Linked DNA regions of Sus scrofa: region 1 is linked to region 2. The links are chromatin contacts, called in public promoter capture Hi-C maps. All regions are on one chromosome and are shown on one strand. The core of a region is the stretch at or near the end of the contact, and the rest is flanking DNA. Distances in the headings are between cores, read along the strand shown.

Evidence for each region. Promoter capture Hi-C pulls out the DNA fragments that hold promoters and counts their contacts.
Region 1: a promoter capture Hi-C map of fetal liver shows a contact between it and region 2, with 2.1 times the contacts expected there. The contact joins the promoter of LLPH here to the promoter of LEMD3 in region 2. A contact is called at or near these places in 2 of 5 promoter capture datasets (fetal liver and liver) and 1 of 2 datasets of contacts at active chromatin or transcription factors (skeletal muscle).

Annotation. Positions count from the first base shown.
Region 1 is chr5:30,481,599-30,487,811 of Sscrofa11.1, reverse strand. LLPH (protein LLP homolog) reads left to right here and starts at 2,278. Exons shown (of 3, transcript XM_003126360.5): 1 at 2,278-2,808; 2 at 6,048-6,213. The coding sequence starts at 6,055.
Region 2 is chr5:29,592,923-29,598,504 of Sscrofa11.1, reverse strand. LEMD3 (LEM domain containing 3) reads right to left here and starts at 2,171. Exons shown (of 13, transcript NM_001315597.1): 1 at 614-2,171. The coding sequence starts at 2,135.

The DNA of each region.
Region 1 (6,213 bases), core at 1,029-3,528, 890 kb before region 2:
CTAAAAAGACCAAAACAAACAAACATAAAAACAGAATTAACAAGACTTAGAGTAATAGAAGGAAAACAGGAAAGAGCGGTATCTGAGAACTGTTTTTACTGGATGTAATTTGGGGAAAGAAATGCAGTGGGCTCTGTCTGCCTACCTTCATTTCTTTTCTGGCTGTTATCCACTTGATCCACTTCTGGGGATTAGTGGTGTCAGCAGCCAGCTGCAGGCCTTTTTGGAGCAGCTGAGAAGTTAGGTATCTTTTGCTTATTCATCTTTGTAAGGCTTTGCTTGGAAGTCCCCATCACCTAGTGCCTGCGCAACATGGAGTCACCATCCCAATCCCACAAGTCTTAACTAGTTCTTACTAAGTGATTGTTTAGTTCAGGAGTTTCGTGGGTGAGGCCTGACCATAAAGGCCTGATTAGCTGGTGCCGGTAGTGTAGCATGACTTTGAAATGGAGAATCATTCTGCTTCCTTTTGGGGGTGGAGTGCTACCCACTGTACCTCCAGTCCCATAGGCTCTTTCTAGCTCTGTGATGGACCTGAAGCAATGTCCAGTTAAGCCTTGTCCCTCCTCCACATAAGGGGTTAAAGTTGCCTCAAGACAGTAGTTTAGTTCCCATCATCTTTGTATACCCAGTATAGTACCTTTTACAGAATGCATTCTCAAATACATGAATGAGGGAATAAATTAAGGATTTTAAAACATACCAAGGCCATTTATTCGGTTAGAACTGCTTTTATACAAACTGGTGAGGAACAAAAATTGAAAAAATTTTTTTCCCTTCAATAATGCAATCTAGGATTCAGTCTTTTAAAGCATCAGTAATGCAGAATGTGGCATGTATTTAACACCACATTGTCATAATAATTTTTTTCTCTTTTCTGGTGCCAAGTTTCTATTCAAAAGTCTCAGCTTGGTTTGTTAAGCAAGATGCAGTCAATTTGGGGCTATCTGAAATTTAAAATACAATGTGAACATGTATTTTTGGCAGAGCCTTCTCCAATTTAAAATACAGTGTGAACATGTATTTTTGGCAGAGATGGCTAAGATCTAATATATGGTTAACTTATAAAATAGGAATCCACTTGCTCTATAGAAACTTAATTTCCCCTTTAAAGAAAGGTTTTTCAAGCATGCTTTTATTTTTATTTTTAAAAATTACTCAATGAATTTTATTACATTTATAATTGTACACGATCATCACAACCCAGTTTTATAGCATTTCCATCCTAAAGCCCCAGTGCATCCCCCACTCCCCAACAAGCATGCTTTTAAACACACACACAGACACACACACACTACATGTTATAAGCGTTTTTCACCCTGTTTAAAAAAAAACTAACAAAACACTTGCTGAATTCTGAGTTTAGTAATTTCCACATGATGCACGCTTTCTTCAAGGATGCAAATTTAAAGAAAAAAGTACCCATAAATTGTTTCAGTAAACTCTACTTGTAACCAGACAGGAGTTTACTAAGCCATGATTAAAGACAATTCAGACTATTTATTGGTATATATTGTAAATATCTAGAAAATACTGCTTACAAATAGTCCTGTGCATGTCTGAAATTTTTGTAAAAATGTGTGACCATTTGTTGGGCTCTTATATCCCCTATCTAGGATTATCAGCTTCATTCTATAGATAAGGAAATCCAGGCTCTGAGACATTACTCATACTACTCACAAGGAAGGGTTAGAACCATAAATCCCACAGACCTGCCTGGTTCTGAAGCCAATGTTTTAGGAGCATATGTAAAATTATAATAAAAACAACTAGTCAAGTTGTTTGTCATCAATGTGTCCTTCACCTAATTCATCTGTCCCAAGGCTTACATTGTGTCTGGTATACATTAAGGGAATATCTGAATTAGTTTGATCATTTTATCCTCTGAACTTGTCTTTGGACGGGAAAGGGGTTGTTTTGCCTAATAGCTTTAAGGTATAACTGATATACAACTAGTTACACATATTTAAAGGATACAATTTGACAAGTTTTGACATACAACTGTGAGACCATCACCTGGGATTGGGGAAATTTAAGGGCTACAAATAAAGAGGATCCTGAAGCAGGAGATTTAACTAAGAGACATAATCCCCCTCCTTGTCTGAAAAAGCAGCAGAGTGCCTGTTCAGTTCTGCTCACCAGCTAATCTGCTCCAAACGATTATCAGTTAGGAACACAGTCCGTTCAGGGAAGGGGGAGGTCCCAGCTCCTAACATGGGAAAAACAAGACCCAGTAGGGTATAAAAGTTGCTGAGAACAAGGACCTGGTGCTCAGACTCTGGAGGTGACTCCTCTGAGCCCACACTGGTGCTGAATAAACCTCGCTTTGCCACATTCCTGAGTGCCCTTTGTCTCCTTCTGCTGCCATGTTTCTGCAGTTTCTGTAACAATCTTAATTGGGCGATGCGAGGTGTGAGGCGAGAGGTGAGTTCTAAAGGTAGGCTCTCAGCTCTCTGTTGGACAGGCAACAAAGGAGGTCATCTGGCAGGGACCCCTCCTAGGATTAGTCTAGGGGTTGCCCCGCCCCCGTCCGGAAAGCAGGTCTCGCTGGAGCCGGATCCCCAGCCGGGGTTCCCCCGCTTTAAATCCGACTTTACAACCCACCTAGGAGGAGACAGACTACGTCCCCACTCGCCCTGAAGGCAGGAAGTGCGTCAGCCCCGGACTCCAGAGAACCCGCCTCTCCAGGCCATCCGGGGCATTTGGGCTCCCGGCGTGCAGCGGAGCTGGCTGCCCGGAAGGCGGAAGTTTAGGGACTTCCTGTCGGCGTGAGTGGCGTGTGGCGTCTAAGTTTCTGCGCTTTCTCAGGTGAGTTCTTTACCCCCTGACTCCAGTGGGGCTTGGGGTTTGGGACTCGATTCCGCTGCGAGTAGAGCGTCTTTTCTCAAGCTTAGTCCCTTTTTGGGCAAGCTTGATCCTGGCCTAGAGACGCAGGCCTCCTGGAGGGATCGGGCCTGCCGTGGTCTTGGTGACGGCCCTCGGGCTTCCCGGTCCTCTGTGGGAAGTGGAGGCTTTCCTTAGTCGTTCAGTCACGGTCAGGTTAACCTCGGCTGTCGAGGTTGTGTGCTGCCACCCTTATGTCCCTGCTCCTCTCAGGGCTTGGGTACTCTGGGGAGTGAGTGAATTTGTGATTGCTGGCATCCAAAAAATGTTACTCCACCAGTCATATGTTCAACAAATATTTGTTTAAACTTTACTATGTGTAAAGGGCTATACATTGGAAGATCCAGCGATGAATAGGACGTATTTAGCCCCTGTCTTTGTCGTGTTGCAGGAGAAGGGAAGTGTCACGTCCTGGGACCTGCAGGGATCCTTAGGACCGACTGCCAGTCAGGGTTATTGGCTTCCATCAGGAAAGAATTCAAGAGCAAACCAGAGTAAAGGGAAAGCAAGGTTATTTAGGGATACGCATACCATAGGCAGAATGCAGACAGTCCCAGAAAATGAGAGCTGGCCTAGGGCAGGAGGTCGTCCAGAAAAGTGAGAGCCGTCTGGAGCGGGGGTTGTATATTTTTATGGGTTAAGTGTTTTTTAAAAGCTCTGGAATGAGAGAAGGATGGGCATTTCCCAGAAATTGGGCCACTGCCCACTTTTTGGCCTTTTCTGTTTCTCCTCGAAACTGTCATGGTGTAAGGGGAAATGATTTTTTAGTATTACAACGAAGGTATAATGAACTAAAGCGTCAATGACTGGACTGTTCTCAAAAGCACCCTTAGTTTCAGGAGGTTCCAGCCAGTCTTTGTCACATCCCAACAGCTGCCCTGTTTCATTACCTAGCCTTTGTGTCCTGCCCCTTTTCCTCCTGTCTCATTGGAGCCCACAGTCCACCAGGGATGAGAGAAAATGAATTTAAAAATGTCAGATTGTAACATGTATTGAAAAGGAAAGACAGGGAGTTCCCGTCGTGGCTCAGTGGTTAACGAATCTGACTAGGGACCATGAGGTTTCAGGTTCGATCCCTGGACTTGCTCAGTGGATTAACGATCCTGCGTTGCTGTGAGCTGTGGTGTAGGTTGCAGACGCGGCTGGCATCCTGCATTGCTGAGGCTGTGGTGTAGGCGGGAGGCTACAGCTCTGATTGCACCTTTAGCCTGGGAACCTCCATAGGCCTCGGGAGCAGCCCTAGAAAAGGCAAAAAGACAAAAAAGAAAGAAAAGGAAAGACAGGATTTGTGATAAAGAATAAAAGGAGGGCAGCTCACAGGGTTCAGAGAATCCTTTGCTGAAGTACTGAAGTGAAATATCAGTTTCCAGGCATAGAAATGGCACATGTAAAGGTCCGGAAGTGGATGTCATTTGGACATTTTTCTTTTTCTCCCCCCCCCTTTTTTTTTTTGTAAATAGTGTCAATAACTTATTTAACTGCTTTGTTGATGTATAATTAACACATTAAACTGCACATATTTAAAATGTAAAAAATGAGGTAGACATATACATAAATCCATCACAATCAAAATAGTGTTAAAAGTCACTCCCCACAAATTTCCCTCTAAACTCTATAATCCTTCCCGACCCCTCATCACATACTCAACACTGTCTCTAGGTTGTCCCAGATGGACTATTTTCAGATGTAACTGGTGTCTGAGAATGGGGTGGAGCATGAGAGGAGATAAAGAGTTGAAGGAGGCAGGGGCCAGGTTACAAATAACCTTGTAGATCTTGAACATATGAGGTGGAAAATCGTTAATTCCAAGGAAGACAGTGATATGCTCTTTTAAGTTTTTAAAAGCTCACATTGACCACCTTGTGGAGGACTGAGGGCTTGGACTGAGGGGTGGAGAGAGAGCAAGAGTGGAAATAGACAAGTTTAAAATTGCTAGATTGGGAGTTCCCATCGTGGCGCAGTGGTTAACGAATTCGTCTAGGAACCATGAGGTTGCGCGTTCGATCCCTGCCCTTGCTCAGTGGGTTAAGGATCTGTCGTTGCCATGAGCTGTGGTGTAGGTCACAGACGCGGCTCAGATCCCGTGTTGCTGTGGCTCTGGCGTAGGCAGGGGGCTACAGCTGCGATTCGACCCCTAGCCTGGGAACCTCCATATGCCATGGGAGTGGCCCAAGAAATGGCAAAAAGACAAAAATAAAATAAAATAAAATAAAATAAAATTGCTAGATTGACTTGCAGGTGTGGATAATGAGGAAGATTGAGGTGGATGAGGTCTTCTGTAGGTTTAGGGGAAATCAAGATTCAGTTGAAAGATTTATAAGACTTTTTGTGATTTTTTTAAGTTGTTGCATAGATGTAAAGTGATAGTGCTCTTTGCATTTGGGGGAAGTTAAATTTTTGCATCTTGTGTGGAAACTCTAGGACCTTTAATATTTGGCTTGACTGGAGTTCCCGTCGTGGCACAGTGGTTAACGAATCCGACTAGGAACCATGAGGTTGCGGGTTCGGTCCCTGCCCCTGCTCAGTGGGTTAACGATCCGGCGTTGCCGTGAGCTGTGGTGTAGGTTGCAGATGCGGCTCGGATCCTGCGTTGCTGTGGCTCTGGCGTAGGCCGGTGGCTACAGCTGCGATTTGACCCCTAGCCTGGGAACCTCCATATGCTGCAGGAGCAGCCCAAGAAATAGCAAAAAGACAAAAAAAAAAAAAAAAAAAAAAAAATTTGGCTTGACTTACAGTGTGCCAGTGGCCATGAGGAGTTTGGTTTGATGTTCTTTTGGGGGCCGGGGGATGTGTATGGAAGTTCCTGGGCCAGGAATCAAACCCGTGCCACAGCAGTGACCAGTGCCACTGCAGTGACAAAACTGGATCCTTAACCTGCTGTGCCACCAGAGAACTCCCCGCTCCCTTTCTTGGGGGAGATGGTTTGGTGTTCTTATTTGTTATTTAGTGGCTGTATATGCCATCTGTCATGTTGATCATCACATAATTTGCACATTATGCTATCATAAGTCATGAACAGAGTGAAGAGTTTCCTTTCTATTTGTTCATGTTCTGTAGAGAGACCTCTTGACCGGTTTTCCAAGGATTTGTCTTTTTTTTTTTTTTTTTTTTTTTTTGGATAGTAAATAGTTGCTTTTGAATATTTATTGTTGTTAACTCTACAGGTAAAATATGGCTAAAAGTTTACGGAGTAAGTGGAAAAGGAAAATGCGTGCTGAAAAGAGAAAAAAGAATGCCCCAAAGGAGCTGAGCAGACTTAAAAATATTCTTAAAATAGGTGGTGATGTTTTAATGAAAGATGTTCAAGAAATAGCAACCGTGGTGGAACCT
Region 2 (5,582 bases), core at 922-3,421:
TGTGCCTTCCTACTTTCCATACTCATTCACTTTAAAGAAATTATGGGACTACTTACACCTGTCCTTAATAAAACAAAACATTTAACCACCATTTCAAGAGATCTTACATTGTCTTTTAAAATCACAACTCATTTGGGGAAAACAAAAAAAACAAAAACTCCAGTGCATTATTATGCTCCTGCACAATCAAAATACCTCCAAACTGTTGAGTAATGGGACTGGCATCTGCACAAGTGGTTATTTAAGGCCAAAAGAAAATTTAAGTCACACACACGAAGTGCATTTTACTAACAGGCTTGCTTATAGTATTTTGTTCTTTTATGTTTTGAATTTCCCAATACATCATACAGAAAACCCTTAAATCCAGCCGTGGCATCATCGTTCCGATCATTGTAATCATGTTCTTTCTTAAGGAAAGATGGCACGAAGGCACTCAATCTGTTGTGTTTCACTACTAAAGCCATATTCTTGCTGACAGAAGTCACCTCGGATAGGGAGATCCCGCCATGGCGCAGTGGGTTAAGAAGTCACCTCGGCTAAATGCCCAGTGCGGTTAGAGCCCACCACTAACAACAGTCCTTTTGTTGCCTTCCCCACAGGGCTTAATACTTACTGGTGAGTTCTCCATCCTCGGTTACTCCCGTCCCTCTCATTCCTAGGTAAGTCAGTCCCAATATGAGGAAAAATAAGCAGGCAGCAGTTAAGAGAAACATGGACAAGTAGTGAGCACTGAAACCTCCTGTTGGGGACACCTCCTCCCGTTTAAACTGCTGGAGAAGTTCCTCCTCGGGTTCAGAAAGCTTCGGTTTGTTGTATGTGTTTTTCAGGTAGGTGTGATTGGAGCCCGTATGATTGGAGTGATTGATCCTGAGTGAACCAGAGGCGGCCACCGCCGCACCGGGAGGGAGGCTGTTGGAAAAAATCCTGGGGGAGTCCACGTTGAAGGCTCCGCCGCCGATATGATTATTGGTTTTAAGAAGAGAGCCTGTGGACGAATCCAAGGTTGAGTCCATGTCCGCGAGCGGTGGCGGCAGGAGAGGGGCCAGTTTCTTAGCGTTAACACGATATCTAGGAATGGGGCTGGAGTCCAATGGATCACACCCTCCTCCCTGCTCCGCCGCCGCCGGCTCCTCGAGGTTTCTGCTCCGGTCTAGACTCCCGGCGGCCGCCGCCCTGTCATTCATCGCGATTCCTCCCCTTCCCTGAACGGAGGTCTCCAGCCGGCCGCCGGCCGATTTCGCAGGCAGAGGAGAGAGAGGCTTACTATGGCCCCGCCGGAGCCGGTGCCGGGAAAGGGAGTCGTCCTTCAATACCTGTCGGCTGGAGGCCACGTCGTCGTCGTCTTCTTCCTCCGAGTCCGAATAGTTTTCCCGGCAGCTGTAGGGGAGAAGCCGGCTGCCATTCACGGTCCGGCCGGACCACAGAGGCTCCTCGGCCTCCGGGTCCCTGTCCTCGCCGTCTTCTCCCTCCTGCTCCTCGTCTTCCGCCGCCCCATCTCTCCCCGACGGGCTCTGCAGCTCGGGAGCCGCCGACCTCCTGGCCCCCCACCACGAGTGGGGCTTCCTCCGCTCGGCCGAGTTGTTGTTAGTCACCTCGCTGGCGGTCAGGGGCGCCGACGGCGGTTTGAGCCCGCGGTACTGGAGCGGAGCCCGGTCTTTCCTCCCGCCGCCGCCGCCGGCCTGGTCCCGGGGACTGGCCTCCACGTCCGACTCGTCCGAGCTGAAGCCCAGGACCACTTTGCTGCCAGCCGTGGGGGCGGCCGAGGCGCCCCCGGTCCCTCCCAAGGGGCTCTCCGGGCCCGAAGTGGAGATCCGGCCCAGGCCTCCAGGAGTCCGTAAGTAGGAGAGGTCGCCCGAGACCGGCCGGACCCCCATCCCCGCGGCCGCCACCGTCGATCCCGCGGCGGCGACCGTGGCGGCTGCCGTGTTATTGTTATTACTGTTCCGCGTCTTGGTGCCGCGGCCCCCGGACCGGTGCTGCTGCTGCTCTTCCTCTCGAAGCTTCTTCAGCTTCTTGAGGTAAACCGGGCGGGTGCTTTCCGTCACTGGGCCAGGAGACAGGCCGTAACGGCGGAGCTGAGAGAAAAGCTCCTCATCCGAGAGCTGCTGAGGCGCCGAAGCCGCTGCCGCCGCCATTTTCTCTCCAGGGTGTTTTACAAGCTCCGCGCTACCGGAAGTGACGCGCCGCCCTAGACCCTGAACTAGACCGGGGTGCGTCGCCCTCCCAGCGCCACGGGCGCCTTAGCCAATGGGAGGCGCGGGAGGAGCTCACCTGAGCGGGAAAAGGCCACCTGAGCGGCGCGCAGCTCCCGCTGCTGAGAGTTTTTCTGCGCTCTGACTTGGGGTGCCAGTGCCTTCCCTTCCCTTTCCCTTTCTGTCTCCTCTCCATCCGGCAACTCTCCTCTTTGCCTTTACCAGCGCCTTTCCCGGGGACTGCCTCCTGACAAGCAGTACCTTGACCTCTTCTTTCCAGGTTCCTGCCGCTGGGCAGTAATAGTTGATGGGAAATCTGCCTTGAACTTCATGGCATTAGTTTTTTCCGTCCTGATTCCCGCTGCGTAGGGGAACCAGGAGACTTAAATTTTGGTGGACAGACAATTGGCAATTTCCCTATTGACTCCTGGTTCTCTTTTCACTTTGTCTTTCTACTTGACTTACCAAAGAAAAGGGAAGGGCAGTTTCTCTCACTGCTCATTCTGAGAAGCCTCACATCTTCCATTCCAAGGAAGAGATACAGAGTAAACCAGCCAGCCCCAATAGTTTTCTTCAATTGTGATGGATATTCATTCCCTAGTTGGTTGTAAAGTATTATCATTTTTTCCTCTTCTAAAATCTGATAGGTCATCATTTTGGTGATTGAAAGAGTCTATCCCTTGCTTCACTCTATGACAAAAAAGCGAGCACACCATCCTGCTTATTTCCTTCTTAGCATCTTTCCAACCTATAGTTATTTATTTATTGTTAATGATTATTTTTAATGCATTTGTTTTCAAAATTATTGATTGACTGGATTGTCTTATCCCTTTGAACTGTAAGCTTTATGGGCACAGGAACCACCCCTACAGTGCCTGACACTAGAAGTTCAAGAACATTTGTTGAACTAATGAATGACTTCCAAAAGTAGGATAGTATGAGATTAATATTTTGACGTAAAAGTAGTGGCAAATGAGAAACCTTCACACACAGTCAATAACAAAAACCAAAAAACAAAAACAATTAAGACCTGGCAGTCTGTTTCTTTCTCTCTGTTTTTAATATTGTCACTATCTTAAGCCCTCTGGTCAGATACCAGTTTAGCTTGGGCCATATTACTAACACTGTACTCCCCCTGGTTTCCAGTAAAATATCTTTTGCAATTTTGTCCTTCATAGTCAGGACATTAGCTTTTTTTTTAGTTCTGCACCTGCAGATTATGGAAGTTCCCAGGCTAGGGGTTGAATTGGAGCTGCAGACGCAGGCCTACACCACAGCCACAGAAATGCCAAATCTGAGCCATGTCTGTGACCTACACCACGGTTCACAGCAATGCAGGATCCTTAACCCACTGAGGAAGGCCAGGGATCAAATCTGTGTCGTCATGGATACTAGTCGGGTTCATTACCACTGACCCACAACAGGAACTCCTGACTTTAGCTTATGTTGAAGAACAATCTAAAGAATGACCACTCAACATTATGTTCAAAGGTTTATTTCCTTAGAGACTGTCCTTTCTGGTCTCAGTATTAGAAATAATTGTACGTTTCCAGACAGCTCATTTGTTTTGGTTCTGCTTTGTTTTATTTATGTATTTATTATTTTTGTTGTTGAGGTAAGATTCACATAACAAAATTAAGCATTTAAAAGTGTACATTTGATTGCATTTAGTACATTTACAAAGTTGTGCAACCATCACCTCTGTGTAATTCAAAAACATTTTCAACGTTCCTAAAGGAGAACCTGTACCTGATATGCAGACATTCTCTATTTCTCCCCATCTCCAGACCCTGGCAACTTTTTTTTTTTTTTTTTTTCCTTTTTAGGGCAGCACCCGGGGCATATGGAGGTTCCCAGGCTAGGAGTCTAATCAGAGCTACAGCTTCCACCTATGCCACAGCCACAGCAACACGGGATCTGAGCCCCATCTGCGACCTACACTATAGCTCACCGCAACACCAGATCCTTAACCCACGAGTGAGGCCAGGGATCGAACCTGCAATCTCATGGTTCCTAGTCAGATTCGTTTCCACTGTGCCACAACAGGAATGCCCAGATCCTGGCAACCTTATCTTTTTCCTGTCTCTATGGATTTAACTATTCTGGATATTTCATATAAATGGACTCATATAATAATGTGATCTTTTGTGTCTGACTCCTTTCACTTAACATTTTGAGATTCATCAAGATATACCATGTATCAAGGAGTTCCCGTTGTAGCTCAGTGATAACAAACCCGACTAGTATCCATGAGGACAGTTGGATACGTGGCCTGGCTCAATGGGTTAAGGATCTGGCATTGCCATGAGCTGTGGTTTAAGTCACAGACACAGCTTGGATCTGGTGTTGCTGTGGCTGTGGTATAGACTGCAGGTCCAATTTGACCTCTAGCCTGGGAACTTCCATATGTCATGAGTGGGGCCATAAAAAAGCAAAAAGCAAAAAAAAAAAAAAAGGATGTAGCATGGATCAGTATTTCATTTCTTTTTATGGCTGAATAATATTTCCTATTATGAATATACCACATTTCATTTATCTGTTCATCCATTGATAGAAATTTTGGTTGTTTCCACCTTTGGGTTATTGTGAATACTGCTGCTATGAACATTCGTGTACAAGTATCTGTTTGAATACTTGTTTTCTATTATTTTGGGTATGTACCTAGAAATTTCAGATCATATGGTAATTGTGGGTTTCACTTTTTGAAGAATGACAAAATTACGAATTTGTTTCTGACCTTATGGATGGACACTGTGTTTGCTGACTTGCCATGTTTCTCTCTTTGAGACAAGAGCTGGGAAGTTCAGGCTTGAATTTGTGTCCCAACCATGGCAAGTGTTTAGGGCTCTATAGCATATATTTTATAAATTAATCCCATTGCTAACTCCATCTAAACTTTCTAACTTCATGTGCCTCATTTTATTTTATTTTAATTTTTTTAGGGCTGCATCTGAGGCATATGGAAATTCCCAGGCTAGGGCTCAAATCAGAGCTGCAGCTGCCATCCTACACCACAGCTCATAGCTGTGCCAGATCGTTTAACCCACTGAGCAAGGCCAGGGATTGAACCCGCATCCTCATGGATGCTGGTCAGATTCTTAACCCACTGAGCCACAACAGGAACTCCAACATGTGCTTCATTTTAAAAAATGATTTTATTTTCTCTTCCTAAGATGATATACATCTGTTTAGCTATCTTTTACTTATTTGCAGACCATCATATAATTCCTCTGACAATCCAAAGGGTATTTTATGATTAGTTTTCATCTTTTACATATAAGGAAACCAAGATTAGAAAGGTTCCTTGATTCAGTTCTCTCAATAGCCAGATGCAAAACTGAAACGTATGACCTCAGAGTCCAAATTTCCTACTCTTTCCACTACAGTATA